2 separate regions of the Sus scrofa genome follow, and region 1 is linked to region 2. A link is a contact called in public Hi-C data. All regions are on one chromosome and are shown on one strand. Each heading gives the region's core, a stretch centred on a gene start, on an enhancer-like site or on the middle of the called end of the contact. The rest is flanking DNA. Distances are from core to core; before and after follow the strand shown. Region 1 holds the start of APPBP2 (amyloid protein-binding protein 2). Region 2 holds the start of BCAS3 (breast carcinoma-amplified sequence 3).

Region 1 (4,462 bases), core at 337-2,836, 140 kb after region 2:
ATCTCACACTAACTGTGGCTGTGGTGTAGGCTGGCAGTACAGCTTTGATTAGATCCCTAGCCTGGGAACCTCCATATGCTGCAGGTGTGGCCCTAAAAAGACCAAAAAAAAAGAAAAAAATGTAGTTGAGCATTTGTATTTTTTTTACTTGCTAATTCTGGCACTCTACCATAAGGCTAACCATAGCTTTCCCATGTTCATGGGTACAGAGTAAGAACTGGTATAGACTGAAAAGAGGACTAAACATGTTTTCTTCTTTCTTTCTTACCAATGATTTAACTATTTAACCTTGAAATACCAGGGTGAACTGGAAGAACCACTTCCAATTCTTTTAGCTTTAACGTCCGCACATTATTATTATCATTGTTTTCAGGTTTTACATAACGATTGCATGAATATGAGATTGACCGTGTCACCAATAATGGCCAGTGGTTTCCTTGTTAAATTCCTAGAGCAGGGGTTCCTGTTGTGGCTCAGCAGTTATGACTCAGACTAGACTCCATGAGGCTGTAGGTTCTGTCCCTGGCCTTGCTCAGTGGGTTAAAGATCCAGATTTTTTTTTTCTTTTGTCTTTTTAGGGCCACACCTGTGGCATATGGAGGTTCCCAGGCTAAGGGTCGAATCCGAGCTGTAGCTGCCAGCCTATGCCACAGCCACAGCAATGTTGGATCTGAGCCTCGTCTGCATTGCTGTGGCTGTGGTGTAGTGTGGCAGCTGCAGCTCGGATTCGACCCCTAGCCTGGAAACTTCCATAGGCCACAGGTTCAGCCCTAAAAGGAAAAGAAAAAAAAAAAAATTCCTAGAGCAGAAAGATGTTGCATGAAGTTCTTGAAGTCACAGACATGGAAAATTAAGTTACATAAGTAGCAGACATTCAGGCTGAGAATGGAAGGGAGGTGAAACATGTACACTCAATTATCCAACAATCCCCTGAGGCTGGGACTAGAACTAGAGGAGAAAGTTGAAATCTTAATTTCTGTTTCACCACTAAGTCATATTGCAACCACCATTTAGTCCTTTTTTTCTTACCACTATTTGTAATTCTGTAATCTGGCTAACCTTCTCACCAAATTCTAAAGCATTTCTTTTTCCTTTTTGGGGGTTAGGGGGGTGGAGAATAAGTTTCATTTAGAAAAAGAACCATGAATTCGAACACTGCAAATGGTGACACAATGCAAGTCTTCCTGCCATCCTGATCCCTAGCCCCTAAGTCGAAGGTTCCTAACTTGACTTAGGGACCAGAGTCTAAAGGCGGGTTTCCAGAGTATGCGAATTCCCTGCATGCATCATTTTCAATGGACTGATGATTGGGCCTCCAAACTTTTATCTGAGCTCGAAAGGTTCCGTGCCTAAGAAGTCTGGAGGCAGGATTGGCTGAAAGGACTGATGCAGCCAGTGATTCGGAAGGAGCTGGTAAAAACCTGTCTTAACTCGTCCGGGTGAAAAACGTTTACCCTCATCCACCCAACTTCGGCCCCTAGGAAAATACGTCCCCGTAGGCGGGATCACCGCTGTTTGCTTCCCAAGTTTTTGCCTGCCGCATTCCTTCCCTCCAGCGCGTAGGCGTGCGCTGACGTCATGACGCCGCACACGCAGCCCCGCCCCTGCAGAGATCGGCGCTGGGACGGACCCCGGGCTGCTCTCAAATCCGGAATGTGAGGCCTCGGCCCGCCTGGTCTCGGCTCTTTGGCCAGCTCTGCACACGGGCCTGCGCCCGCTGCCACCGCCCCCAGCTCACCCGGAGGAGCCAGGGCGGCCGCGCCCTTCTGCCGTGTGCCCGCGTGGCCAACGCCGTCTTTCCGAATCCTCCGGGGCCGCAGAGGGGTTCGCTACGGAGGGAGGCGGGGGCCTTCGGGAGGAGGAGGCGGAGGAGGCGGAGGAGGAGGGAAGGAAGATGGCGGCCGTGGAACTAGAGTGGATCCCAGAGACTCTCTACAACACCGCCATCTCCGCTGTCGTGGATAACTACATCCGCTCCCGCCGAGACATCCGCTCCTTGCCCGAGAACATCCAGTTCGATGTTTACTACAAGGTACAGACGGTGGGCTACCGACCGTGGGCCTGCTCTCTGCCCTCCTGCCGCAGCCCCTGGGGCCGCACCCCCTTCCACGTCCGCGAACCCCCCGCGTTTAACCCCTTGCTCCTCCTGGCAGGATCGCCTCCCAAGACATCTGGGACGGTGTTGGGGAGTCCAGTATAGGGACACCCATCTGGTACCCTCTGTCTCTCAAACCCTTGGCTTTGATTGATACGTCTAAGAAATGAGTCTTTCCCCCCTTTTGCTTTTCCCTCCTACAGTGGGGCCCCTTTGGATAGGCCTTTTGCGTGGACTTTATTGCGCCCTCGACCCACTCAGCTCTTCCCTTCTAGCCTGTGTCTTCGGGATATTTTCTGCCCTCCCTTCCCAATTAAGTATCAGCATCAGCTGGACTTTTTGCTTTGCTCTTTTTCCCCTCCTTCTTACTTTTCTCCTCCCGTCGCCCTCCTTGCCAAGTGTTTTTTTCTGCTACGTGTTCCTTCGTTTCACCTTTTTCTTCCTAATCTGGAGGGAGTTGAGGAATTATTGGAAGTAGTCGTGTGCCTTATTCACATATTCTTTAAAGCTTTGGTTTTTGTTTATAGTGGGGATTGAGTGGGGGGTTCTATTAATATGGGAGTGGTGCTAAACTACTTGAAGGGGAAAATCTTTCGGGGGGGGACCTTTAGAATTAGAGTTTAAATTATGGTCATATATTTGAAAGTTGTAGTCTTGCAGCATTCCTAAATTGCTCCCCCTCAAAAATCAGAAAAAGTCTCCTAGTCAGTCTCTGAGGAGTTTAGTTTCAAGGGTAAGTGTCTTTAGACGTGGACAGTTTTGCAGTGTTTAGAGAGGGAGGAGAACTTTATGGACTCAGAGCCTCCCTTTTCCTCTCCCCCACATTTGAGTGTGAACAGTAGACTTATTCAGTCCTCCTTGCCTTGAATCCATGTGGATAACTCCAGTAGCCACTTATGCAAAATTCGACCAGAAGTAAAGTGTGATTTATCTTTTAGATCTAAACACTTCCTCTTGATTTGTAAGTTGGCTGGAATATTGTAAACTGATATTTAACAGATGTGTGTGTTCTTATTTTATATGTACAGTGTTTTATGGCAGTTGTTTCATTGGGAAGATTGCCCGCTTCCTCCACCCTGGAATATTTTTTCAGAAAGCAGCTGACTTGCTGCATTTCACTAAATCCAGCTGCTTTACACCAATTAGAACAATTAAAAATTTTTCCTCCTAGGTATTTGGAGAATATTTAGTTTGGTCATTTATATTATTATTTGGGGCGGGGAGGAGAGGTTAGAGAAAAATCTCCCTTTATTCCAAACCCCTTTGATACATTGACTTACTTTAGTCTAAGGACATTTTGTATATTTAAGATTTGTTCCTCCCAGGAAGGATGATTAGATTTCTTTCTCAACCTGGGAAACTGCAGTTTTGCGCGTGTGCTAACTCTACTCATTTTATTAAATTGTATGTAATCTTTTACTTTTTTTAGGAAAGAAAAAATCATTGGAAATTTAAACAGTACATTTAGTGGTTGATTTCCTTCAAAGTACTTGGATATCTTCTAGTAACTTTTGCTTCTAACTGAAGCTTTTCGTTTGAAGATTATTAATAGTGAATATGAGCAGGTGGTGCTTTTGCCACATTTTCTGTTGCACGTAGTCCACAATGTTTTAATATGGTGTCTTTTTGGTACATTTTTACTCTTTAATAATTGTATGCCTGTTGGGAATGTGGCACTGTGCTAAAGTGAGGGCGTGTGCCTGGAACTGTAGGTGCTTTTATACACTTACTTTGTTTAATCCTGACAGTTAAACTATAAAGTAGGGCATAACCCTGTTTTATAGGTGAGAAAGTTAAGTAGTTTAATCAAGGTCTCATACCTAATATTTAGTTCTTGCTTTCTTGCTTACTGTCTATAATTTCCAGTTTTCTCCACTTTAGAGCCCAGAAGAAACTCATAATCAGATCCCTTCAGACATCCCAACTTCCATCAACAGGCATGGTCATAGACAAAATATACTAGTATAAAATTCCCCCATCCCAATTCATCGTAGTCCAGTGTCACTTTATTAATTTTTGTCAGTAGCTTCAGGTGACGGCACAGTCATAAAGCTTTAGGAGACTGGCTTGTGGAATGAAAGGGAGGTGAGAAATAGGCATGTTGACTACTCCCTAAGAAGGGAACGGAGAGAGGTATTGATATGTAGAAAGGGTCAAATGTGAATGTTGTTAGAATGTTAGAATACATGTATAAATATATTTATGTTTAATGAGCCTATCAGTCTTAAATTGGAGTTGAGGAAAGAGTACTTTGGAAGTTCCCGTTTTGGCTAGTATCCATGAGAACGTGGGTTCGATCCCTGGCCTTGCTCAGTGGGTTAACGATCTGTCAAGCTATGGTATAGATCGAAGACCTGGCTCGGATCC
Region 2 (4,733 bases), core at 1,503-4,002:
AGCTACAGGTCCGATTCAATCCCTAGCCTGGGAACCTCCATGTGCTGTGAGTGCAGCCCTAAAAAGACAAGAGATCAAAAAATAGAAATAAAAATAAAATAAAATAAAATATTCCCACTAAAATATTCCTTCTAAATTCTCATGCTGTTTTGCTAGCATATTTTTTACTTATTATAGTGCTTCCAAGTATACACATTTAAAACTATATTAGATTAAAAGTATAGATATGCTTTGTCAAAAAATGCTTTAAATAGGGAGTTCCCATTGTGGCTCAGCGGAAATGAATCTGACTAGTATGCAGGAGGAAGCAGGTTCGATCCCTGGCTTCACTTAGTGGGTTAAGGATCTGGCATTGCCCTGAGCTGTGGTGTAGGTCCCCGGCACAGCTCGGATCTGATGTGGCGGTGGCATAGGTCAGTGGCTACAGCTCTGATACAACCCCTAACCTGGGAATCTCCATATGCTGCAAGTGTGGCCCTAAAAAAAAAAAAAAAAAAAAAAAAAAAAAGACAACAAAATGCTTAAAATATAGAACTGTACTTCCTATGACACTGACTATGAAATTTCTGAGATCTAGCGTAAGTGACATCACAATCTAGTAAACATACACACACATATGAATGAATATATCTATGTGCATGCCACAAAACAATACTAACTCCCAACTTTCATGTTTTATTTCATTTTTTAAATAATGGTCCTGATCCATTAAATGATTTAATGACCCACTAACTGTTAAACTTGAGGTTTGAAAAAAACAGTACTCAAGGATTTGTGGAGTTCCCTTGTGGCACAGGGGGTTAAGGATCCAGTGATGTCACTGCAGCAGCTTGGAAGAGTTCCATTCCTGGCCTAGCAACTTCCACATGCCCTGGGGACAGGCCCCCACAACTAAAACCAAAAAAAAGGATTTACCATAGTGCTTTTCACATACTCTATAAATGTGCTAAATACATCAACCTGAGCTCCAAATTATTGCTTTTATTTGGCCTTGGTAATGATATTTGTCATCCTGTAAAGCCAAAATTAAACGGATTTTACAAAAGTAAGCACTGCTCACAAAGGAAACCTGAAAGTTACCACTCCTTCATTTATTAGGCTTATCTGAAACTTGCTTACGTGACAGCCTGAGGGCGCACCACCACTCCACCAGTACATCGACTGGGTCTTCTGGGGGAATCTGTAGCCATTGCTTCATTCACAAAACCTGTTTCCAGAACAAAAAGACAGAAAAAAACAGATTATTGTCATTGGGGGGGGTAAGGAGGAAGATTTAGGGCTGCTTGCTAGAGATCCCTTGCCAAAAATACCTACAATATAGGAAAATTCCCCAACAATTCCTATTACACCTGAAAGAGGGGAGGGCAGAAGAGGAAAAAGTAAGATAAAAGATTTCTTGAGGTTTTCTTATTTGGACCACGACAAGAACCACAAAACTACTTAAGACTCTTGCAGGACCCTGTGATCCCCTGTTAATATAAACTAGGAAGGGATGCAAAGCCCAGCACAGGATCACTTTATAAAAACAAATGTGCTACCTTTGTGAGCCAAAATTAAAGAATTTACTGAAATCTTCCATTGAGAACAATGAAAATATACCTGGTACACTATTTTAAGACCAAATGGAACAATGAGGTAATACCTCCAACTAAGACTGTGGGGACTCTATGAATAAGACTGTGTATTTTAACATGTATTGTGATGGATGTGAACTAGTCTTACTGTGGTGGTCATTTCACAATATATACAACTTTCAAATCATTGTGTTGTACACCTGAAACTCATATATATATGTACACCTGAAACTCAATTATATGCACTCAAAAAAAGACTGCATGATCACAATTTAACAAGATGTTTGAAATCCCATTTGTTAAAACCCCCATCCCCCACCCCCACTACTGTAACCTAATCATCATTGTCTAAATAAGCAACAATAACTTATATTAGAAGCCCCTTATCCTTTCCAGTCACGTCATTGAACCCTGACCCTCGAATGTCTAAAAAGCACCTGAATCACTGGGGAGATTTTAAAAGCATGGAATGTGCTTGATTAAGGTTAAAAGAGACAGATCTCTTACATGGTTCAGGAAAGAAAGCCCACAGCCTGGAATTAATCTTGAAAGCCCCTAAAACCATCTCTTTTAAGCAGGGAGCATTCTATCACCTTATCTGAAAACTCGCACATTGATGAGTCCCATCTGCCACAACCAAAACACCCTTCGCCCCAACTAGCCCAGGTACCCATTTCCCCAGTGGATACCTTCACCTCCAGTCCCTCAGCTCTCTCATTTCCATTCCTCCCTTTATTTCTCGAAACACAGCCTCCCAAGAACAGTCCTCAAGGGCCCTGTCTCCTGAGGAAGACCCTCGCCAGCCCCTCAGATCCCACTCTCCTGAAAGACAACCAGCACGGCGCTACCCACTTAACCTCCAACGCTGAGCCACCGCTGCCCCTGGCCGCCCTCTGGCCCCTTGCCCTTCCTCCCCTCCCCCTCCGATCTCCACAGATCCCCCTCGTCGAATTCCTGCCAGCCAAGCCCTCTCCCCTCACGCAGCTAGTCCCTCGTCCTCGCCCAGCCTCCCCAAAGCCACAGCACCGCCAGCCCTCTCACCGGCCGCCCCGCCGGTAAACGCTGTTCTCCAGCTCAAGGCTCACTGTTTGGAGTCTCCCTTCGTGATTGACGGTTACCACTTCCTACCACGCCTCAGCGGAACTACCTTTCTAGCCAATCCCAGAAGCAAACTGTTCGCTGCCGGGCACCGCCCTCAGAGGTCAGCTTCGCCAACCAGCAAGTAGAAAAGAGGCGGGCCCGCCTCCTGAATTGATCCAATCCGCTGGGGCTCGAGGGAAAACAAAACAGTATGTAAGTTCGGGTGAAGCCGAGGTGTCAGGTTCGGTTGCGAACGCAGGCAGGTGTGGAGGAGTGACTAACATGTCTCTTTTCCTTTGCACATAGAACCTCCGTAGCTTCGTGAGACAGTATCATGCTGCAAAAGCCTGTGCACCTCACTTGGGCGTCTCAGGCTGGGAGTCGGACCACTGGAGAACCGGTCTGTTTACATCGAATTCTCGCGACAGCTGGTTCGGAGCTCAAAGCACGTGGACATGGCAGCTGCCAATCACTGTTAGCGGGCCACTCACCCATCCCGAACCCGCCTTCTGCCCCGCCCTTCTCGATGTGTTTACCTTCCGGGAGCCTAGGCTTATTTGCGCTGGTGGGCAGCCCTGGAGCCTAGGTGGTGATCTGAATGAGGGGTGAGGAGGGTATTATCAATTTGACTTAGGTTTGTGGACCACGCCTGACCTCTTCCTTACCTGTTTATACTTCCCGTAAGGAACAGATTGAGATTTCCATGGTGTCTTTCCATCAGATATATTTACTGTTTTATTGAAGGAACACTCAGTACAGTCCTAGGCACTTCATGAGTACTATCAAGTTTAACACTCATGACAATCCCGTGAGAATATGGCTTATTAATAGGCACGGAGTTTGTAACAAAGTGGCTGATACAACAGTAGAATTTTTTTTTTAATTTTTAGCAGAGTGGAGGAGGTGAAAGTTTAGTAAAGACACCTCACCGGAAATATGCAGTTAACCAAGTGCTGGAGAGACAGACAGAGACCTAGCCAAGAAGCCACCCGTTTGCTTGTGACGCTCAATTAGTGCCAATAAAAAGGACACCCTAAGTGATATTTATCAGGCTAATGTTTGCACATTGGCTAATAAAAGATTTTGAACATTCGTCTTTTTCCACAACACAAATTCCCAGAACTGTGGAGATTTTTTCGTCTTTTTTTTTTTTTTTTTTTTTTTTGAGTTTTTAGGGCTGCACCCAGGACATATGGTCAGGCTAAGGGTCAAATCACAGCTGTAGCTGATGGCCTTCACCACAGCAACAACATGAGACTAGAGCAGAGTCTGTGACCTACACCACAGCTCACAGCAACACCGGATCCTTAACCCACTGAGCAAGGCCAGGGGTCGAACCCGCAACCTCATGGTTCCTAGTCGGATTCGTTAACCACTGAGCCTCCACGGGAACTCCAGGAAAACAGAAATAAACTCACAGAAGTTTGTTATAAATAAACTTCAATAAACACATTGAAGTTGTGTAAAATGCTATAAAAAATGGATATAAATAGAGATAGGAGATGGCTTATTTTAGGTGTTGTGATCAGGAGGTGACATTTGAACAAAGAATTCAATTAAGGAAATGAGAAAGCTACTCTAAGGGAAAAGTAGTCTAGACAAAAGACACAAGTATATAGGCCCTAAAAAGGAATGAATTTTGAAGAAGAATTATTAGGGTGTTCCCATCGTGGTGCAGTGGGAACAAATCTGACTAGGAACCATGAGGTTGGGGGTTCGAATCCTGAATTGCTATGGCTGTGGCTGCAGCATAGGCCAGCAGCTACAGCTCTGATTCACCCCCTAGCCTGGGAACTTCCATATGCCACGGCTGCAGCCCTAAAAAGACAAAGGACAAAACAAGCAAACAGAAAAAAAGGATCCCACGTTGCTGTGACTGTGGCATAGGCCAGAAGCTGTAACTCCAATTCAACCCTTAGCCTGGGAACTGATGCCACAGTTGCGGCCCTAAAAAGCAAAAAAAGAAAGGAAGGAAGGAAAAGAGAATTCAGAATGATGCCTGTAATTTGGGCTTGAGCAAATGAGTGACAACATTTACAGATAGGATGAACCCCGTTGAAGTTATGCATTTTTTTTTAC

Evidence for each region. Hi-C and Micro-C count contacts between places; a contact is called where the count stands out from the background.
Region 1: a Hi-C map of liver shows a contact between it and region 2, with 6 times the contacts expected there. The contact joins the promoter of APPBP2 here to the promoter of BCAS3 in region 2. A contact is called at or near these places in 1 of 5 promoter capture datasets (fetal liver), 4 of 47 Hi-C or Micro-C datasets (heart right ventricle, liver and skeletal muscle) and 1 of 2 datasets of contacts at active chromatin or transcription factors (alveolar macrophages).

What each region holds. Positions count from the first base shown.
Region 1 is chr12:37,612,184-37,616,645 of Sscrofa11.1, forward strand. It overlaps APPBP2 (amyloid protein-binding protein 2), which reads left to right and starts at 1,587. Exons shown (of 13, transcript XM_013981135.2): 1 at 1,587-2,032. The coding sequence starts at 1,895.
Region 2 is chr12:37,472,469-37,477,201 of Sscrofa11.1, forward strand. BCAS3 (breast carcinoma-amplified sequence 3) reads right to left here and starts at 2,753. Exons shown (of 27, transcript XM_021068161.1): 1 at 2,616-2,753; 2 at 1,120-1,207. The coding sequence starts at 1,190.